Regions from separate parts of the Zea mays genome. Here region 1 is linked to region 2. Evidence: chromatin contacts called from public Hi-C data. All regions are on one chromosome and are shown on one strand. Each heading gives the region's core, a stretch centred on a gene start, on an enhancer-like site or on the middle of the called end of the contact. The rest is flanking DNA. Distances are from core to core; before and after follow the strand shown.

Region 1 (2,980 bases), core at 256-2,755, 660 kb after region 2:
GGGTGGCCTTTATAGGCGTGAGCGCAGGCGGGCAAGGGAGTGGCCGACCGCGGGTGCCGGGGCACGCGCACACGTGGGTTGGGCGCGCTCTAGCGTGCCATCCCGGGTCGAACACGTGGCTCGTTTGCTTAAGCCCTTCTTCTCGCGCGTGTAGTCACCGTTTCATGCCCGATCTTGGCAAGATCTCTGTACATGGCGTGTTCTCCCAACCTCAAGCATGCTCTTTTGTAGGGGGTTCAAAGATTTCGGCCACTGGTGCAAGAGATACATGGTCTGGAAATATGGACCGTCGGCTAGTGCGGTTCTGAGGCAACACCATCGTTTTGCCTTGTCTAGGGGTGGAGTCCCAATGCCATCTTCTGACAGGGGCTAGGTTGGTTAATTTGACACAACTTTGTCAATTGGAGTGATTAGATTTGGGGTTGTTTTCGTGTTGAACGCGAGAGAGTTCTAATCGGGTCTAAATTTTCAGAGAATAGTGAGCTGAACTTGGTGCTTATTTCTCTCCCTTTTGTGGTTGTTTAGGAAAGTTTCATCCATGTTTTTTAGTGATGATTTGTAGTCTAACTCGTAGTGAACTGATTTGGTATGTTACATTATTAAGTTTTTGGTCCAAGCCTTGGTAGTAAGGTCCATTTAGCTTTCCTTATCTGACTTCTATTTTGCTCAAGATAAGACCAATTAGGGGTTTTAGTTCACCTTACCTTGTTAATGATCATAGGAAGATTCTATAGTGATAACTCTTGGTAACTTGGTATTTACTTAGGGTCTGAGTTTCCATTTATGGCTTTGCTTAGTGCAGTTTTACTCTACTTGTGAGGGTTAAGCTAGTGAAGTCATGCAGAAACCATGTAACACTTGGGGTGTTACAGTCAGCGTTGATAGCAGCATGATCGCCATTGAAGAGCTCGCCCTAGTTGTCGGCATTGACAACAGGAGCCAGGGTTGGTGCAGAGACGTCCGTGGCGACGCGAGCACCTGCATCCTCCTCAATCTGACATAGCCTCGTGCCCGTGTGGACATCTGACCCCGTCAAATGTGCTTCCATGTCAATGCGGAGGCCCGATGATAGTTCAGACAAGCATCGATCAGAGGAAACGATATGAGATTTCAGTGCTTCAATTATGGACTCCTGACCACGCCACCGCGCTTCCTGGGCCGCAAGGCGGTCACTGAACTCGCAAAGGATCTTTGATTGTTCCTCCATGGCCGACTTCAGGTTGGGATCCATGGACTCTGAGATCGATCCCACTAATACCAATTGTCAACAACTAGGAATTGGGAAGCTGAGAATTACAGGAAGACAGACTGGGGAAGAACAGCAGAGGGGGATTTAGAATTGCTTACTGTTTTCTCGTCCTGTCCCTTTCCTATTTCCTACGCTTCCTTTATGTATTCTTTAGGAGCGTTTACAAGCACAAACCCACTTGGCCCACACCTTCATGTGCTTTGCCGCACCCTTTCCTATTGCCTATGCTTCCTTTAAGATTCCTTAGCAGCATTTACAAGCCCAGGCCCACTCGGCACACACCTTCATGTGCTTTGCCGCATCCTGCAGTCGAAGCTGGTACATGCCTAGAGCAAACAATAAGGTATAAAAAAGAATAAGAAATAAAGACCTCGATTTCGAATCTGTTGCTGGAGTTTAGCAAAAAAGGCTCAAAAATAGGAGCAGCCCTTAAAAATCCCTAGAAACCCTATTCTAGTGACCATTGCTAAAACTATCCCTAGCAGTTTACCTACATCCATCTTTATATTCAAACTTCACTTTACAAACGGTACAATATACAATGTACAACAGTACAGTGTTTTGGGTAACCATATACGATCTAACTCTGAACACAGTCCCCGTTGGCTTAACCTCATTAGATTCGTGATTTGCAATTTCGTACACTGAAACTGAGAAAACTCAGGAGGACGCAACTAGCAGAAAAACACATATTTCAGCAATTCGAAAAAGTATTACAGCACAAATACTGCTGATGTATAGTAACTAAATATACAAGATTGGGCTTTCCTATTGCGTCCACTACAGTTGGTACAACGCCGGCACCTATAGAGCCTTGTCCAGAAGGGGAAAAAACAGCATCAATATCACCTCTCCCCGCATCAATAGTCAACATATACCCCACAAATTCTGATGAAGCATCTGTATCTCAACATGGTTGCAACTCGCAAGCAACTAGCCGAATAGTCAATAAGACAAACATAAGCCACAATAACCTCCAGGCTGCGTCTGCAGTGGTCAAAATATTACATAGTGCACATGTGAAGCTTAATATTCCATTAATGCTGCATCAGTCTCTGACAAGGGTGCTGAAAAGCAAGCAACAAGTTTTTGGTCAGGTTGGAAACATTTTGCTTAGTAGAGACATAATGGCTTCCTAGAAACATTATTCATAATCATATCTAATGATGAAATTGAAATATAGGGCATAGCTGTTGAGGAATAAAACAATTCTAACATCATGAAAGCTTATAAGTGAATGCATACTAGTTGAAATATATGAAACCCTAACCCTAATCCAAGCCCATTATAATAGGGGTAATTAGGTAATTACATGAGAACCCTAATCCTAACCCTAAACAGAAGTCTAACACCCACGCAGTCTCAACTCATCATGTACAAATGTTGAGGCTGGATCGAAACTCAGTGAATACACTCAACGATAGCCCCTTGGTGAAGATGGCGGCGAACTGCGAGGTAGTCGGGACACGAAGAACACGAACATCACCGACGACAACACGATCGCGGATGAAGTGAAGGCGTGCTTCGTACACAGATGCTACATGGGGTTGGTGGAGAGGTACACCGCTCTGACGTTGTCACAGTAGACGAGGGTGGAGTGCTCGAGGGGACTGTGGAGCTTCTAAAAAAGCTGGCGGAGCTAAGAGGCATCGGCCACAGCGTTGGCCACAGCGTGGTACTCGGCCTCAGCGCTGGAGCAGGAGACGACGAAATAGCACTTCGAGGCCCAAG
Region 2 (3,302 bases), core at 311-2,810:
TTATTATTGACCAGCCTTACACATCACATGAACTCCCACCTTTGGTGAGTTCATGCACATTATTCCCCACGGGTCAAGAACAGGTATCATATGATGAGACACATGTAGGACGCTGCGATGTGTTCTTGAGAGGTTTAGGCCGTCGTCTTCCAGTCAACTTTGGGTTGCTGGATCGTTGTCTCCTTATGATGTAATTATTTATTTATTTTGTACAGAATTCCTACTATATAGTAAAGTTGTGACATTCATTTCTATACCATGGTTCATCATATGTGTGAGACTTGGTCTCAGCACACTTGGTGATTGCGTTTGCGCCCGGATCCCTAAAACCCGGGTGTGACAATCGATAACAGATTTTTTGTCGGATACCATGTAAGACACCATTCCAGACATATCACAGTTGTTGTAATCATTTAGCCACTCTTTGAGTCAAACATTTTTTAGGATTAGAAGTGGACATATTTTTTGCCTCTATAAAATTTCATAAATTTCTAAGACTATTTGTGTACTATTAATTTCTTTCTACAGAAAATCATCAAAATACAATTAAATTCATAAAATATTAAAGAGTCGACTGAAAATTGCAAATAAATTACCTAGACAAATAAATATTCTATAAGAAGATAACCTCAAGTCCGCACATGAAAATGATAAAGCGAAGTATTGATTATGTTAAAACTTAAATACTTAGACTGATTTCACATGTAACTCAAGCAACAAGTGGAAGTTAAATGGAAGAAACACTAACATCTTGTATATTTTATAGTCCAAATATTTTTGAGGATTATATGTGGACATATGTAGCACCTCCGAAAACTTTCATAAATTTTTAAGGCTATTTGTGTATTATTAATTTCTTTCTAAAAAATCAACAAAAAACTATTAAATTTATAAAATATTCTAGTGTTAACCAAAAAATGAAAATAAGTTTTCAAGATTAATAAACATTCTATAAAAGATAATCTTAGAGTAAAAAATAGAGTACTGATTATGTTGAAACTTGAATACTTAGAGCGATTTCACATGTAACTCATATGGGAAATGAAAGTAAAAAACGGAAGAAATGATGGCATATTATGGATTTTATGGTCCAAATATTTCTGAGAATTATTTATGGACATATGTTACGCCTCCGTAAAATTTCATGCATTTGAGGCTATTTGTGTATTATTAATTTTTTTTAAAAAAAATCATTAAATGCACATAGATATCCGGATAGATCTTCGAAATCTAGATATCGGGAAAGATATCAAATATCCAAAATCTGATGGATATCAAGAATCGATATCTAAACTATAATATCCGAATCTAAAAACCGGATATGTTGTGGATATCTGAATAAACTATTCAATTGAATAATTATCCTCTTCAGACCATTGGATGCTCCGGTTACACCTGTGCTCCACCAGCCTGCTCATCACCACCCGTACCGTACGTCGTCCTGCACAATCCAGCGATGAGCAGCGGCGAGTCTAATGACTTGGTGAGTGAGTCTGGCAGCCGAACGCGTGCTCAGGTGCAAGCTGTGCGCTACAGTCCATCCAGTCATTCCCATTCCCATGGCGTGTGCGGTGCGGGTGCGGCCGTGCGGCGTGGGCCTCGCTCTCGGCCCATCCCCACCGTCCAAACCGCCCGCCAACTCGCGCCGGCTGAAGAATCCTCCCGGATTCCATTCCGCGCGCTGCGTCGTCGCCCGTCGGACAGACCTGCTGCGCAGCACGACTCGCTGGGACGCCACGCCCAACTGCATGCGTCAGTGCACACCGCACCTTCTCTGTCCAAGTGATCAAGCCCCCTGCTATAAATAATTGCACTCGCGCCAACCCACTACCGGCACCACACCACATCGACCGGAAAACCAGCCAACCAAACCAAGCAGCTCGATCATCTCAGCTCCGTCCGGAGTCCCGGACCAGGTGCGTGCCTGCCAAAAGAACCCGAGCCAGCAAGGAGGAGGAGAAGCGCACGCGCAAAGCGCGATGGGCAGTTGCTTCTCTTCCATGGGCGAGGACGCGGCCGGCTATGGCGACGAGAGGAGGGTCAGGAGGGTGTGGCCCAGCGACGACGACGGCGGCGAGTGGGACGTCGACAACAGGGCCGCCATCTACATCGCCACGTTCCACAGCCACCAGAAGAACGACCAGCATCAGCAGCAGCAGGCGCCGGCCGCCACTGCCGCCCAGTGACAAGACTTGTTGGCTTTTGCAGCATGGAATGAAAATCCGCGCGAGATGAAGACAGTTCTGTAGTCGATCGTGTCTTGTTTTTGGTGGATCCAAATCCAATCGGTTTATGCGTGACTGCCATCCCTTCCACTTTTCCTTCCTTTCTCCCTCCATCGAGCTAGCTAGCTGCTAATGAATAATCATATCGAGGGATTAGTCTAGACTATGTAGTATGCATGCATGTAAATTTGCTCCATATATAATACACGTGTGTGTATATATATATATATATATATATATATATATATATATATATATATATATATATATATATATATATATATATATATATATATATATATATATATATATATATATATATATATATATATATATATATATATATGTGTGTGTGTGTGTGTGTGTGTGTGTGTGTGTGTGTGTGTGTGTGTGTGTGAAGAGACTATCTATATTCTTCATTTTCGAAATATATTCTCTCTTGCAATGCCGCTTCAATCAATTAATCCTCTACTTGTTTTGGTTCTTGCATGGTATACTCCACTTGCGAAGTGTGTTTCAGACCAGGGACATGGATTCTCAGCATGCAAGTCTAATTAACGACGAAAGAAGACGCACGGTGATACGATAATAATTCACTCCATACGTGAGCTACACATGTGGCATAGCTAGCTTCCTAACAAGCACTTTTCCTTTCCACGAAGCACGGTGTGGAGATTTGTCGTTGGACCGAAGCAATTAATAATGAGCGCCATTTTAATTTCGAAATCGATAAGTATGAAATAAAGAAGCCGAGTAGACTCTTCCACACAGAATTCTAGCTGTTTGTGTAGTGAAAGCTCTACGGCATGCATCGGATTGGATCGACAATTTAATGCTCAATCCGTCTTAATTTATAATCCATTTAACTTTTTTTATTAGTTTTGACAACTCATCTTACTCAAAAAAATTATAATTAATATTGATTTTTGATGTGATATCGTCTGTCATATAATATATTTTAAATGTGGTTTTGAATTTTAATTTATTTTAAAAAAATAGATAAGACGAAATTTATGGTATAAAAAGTTAAAAGAATTATAAATTGAAACATGTGAGTTTAATACAAATCCTTTCACC

Evidence for each region. Hi-C and Micro-C count contacts between places; a contact is called where the count stands out from the background.
Region 1: a Hi-C map of tassel shows a contact between it and region 2, with 6 times the contacts expected there. The contact joins two enhancer-like sites. A contact is called at or near these places in 2 of 25 Hi-C or Micro-C datasets (ear and tassel).

Annotation. Positions count from the first base shown.
Region 1 is chr5:107,927,701-107,930,680 of Zm-B73-REFERENCE-NAM-5.0, forward strand. It overlaps LOC100278461, which reads right to left. Exons shown (of 13, transcript NM_001151734.1): 13 at 1,831-2,316. The coding sequence ends at 2,276. Among protein-coding and RNA genes, the nearest start is that of LOC100278461, 51 kb to the right of the region's middle. Within about 2 kb of position 1,506, at least 15 of the 20 cell types and tissues checked have an H3K27ac peak or open chromatin away from gene starts, as enhancers often do. A contact at or near this core is called in ear and tassel, where this site is marked.
Region 2 is chr5:107,267,486-107,270,787 of Zm-B73-REFERENCE-NAM-5.0, forward strand. No RefSeq gene overlaps it. Among protein-coding and RNA genes, the nearest start is that of LOC109939522, 37 kb to the right of the region's middle. Within about 2 kb of position 1,561, at least 14 of the 20 cell types and tissues checked have an H3K27ac peak or open chromatin away from gene starts, as enhancers often do. A contact at or near this core is called in ear and tassel, where this site is marked.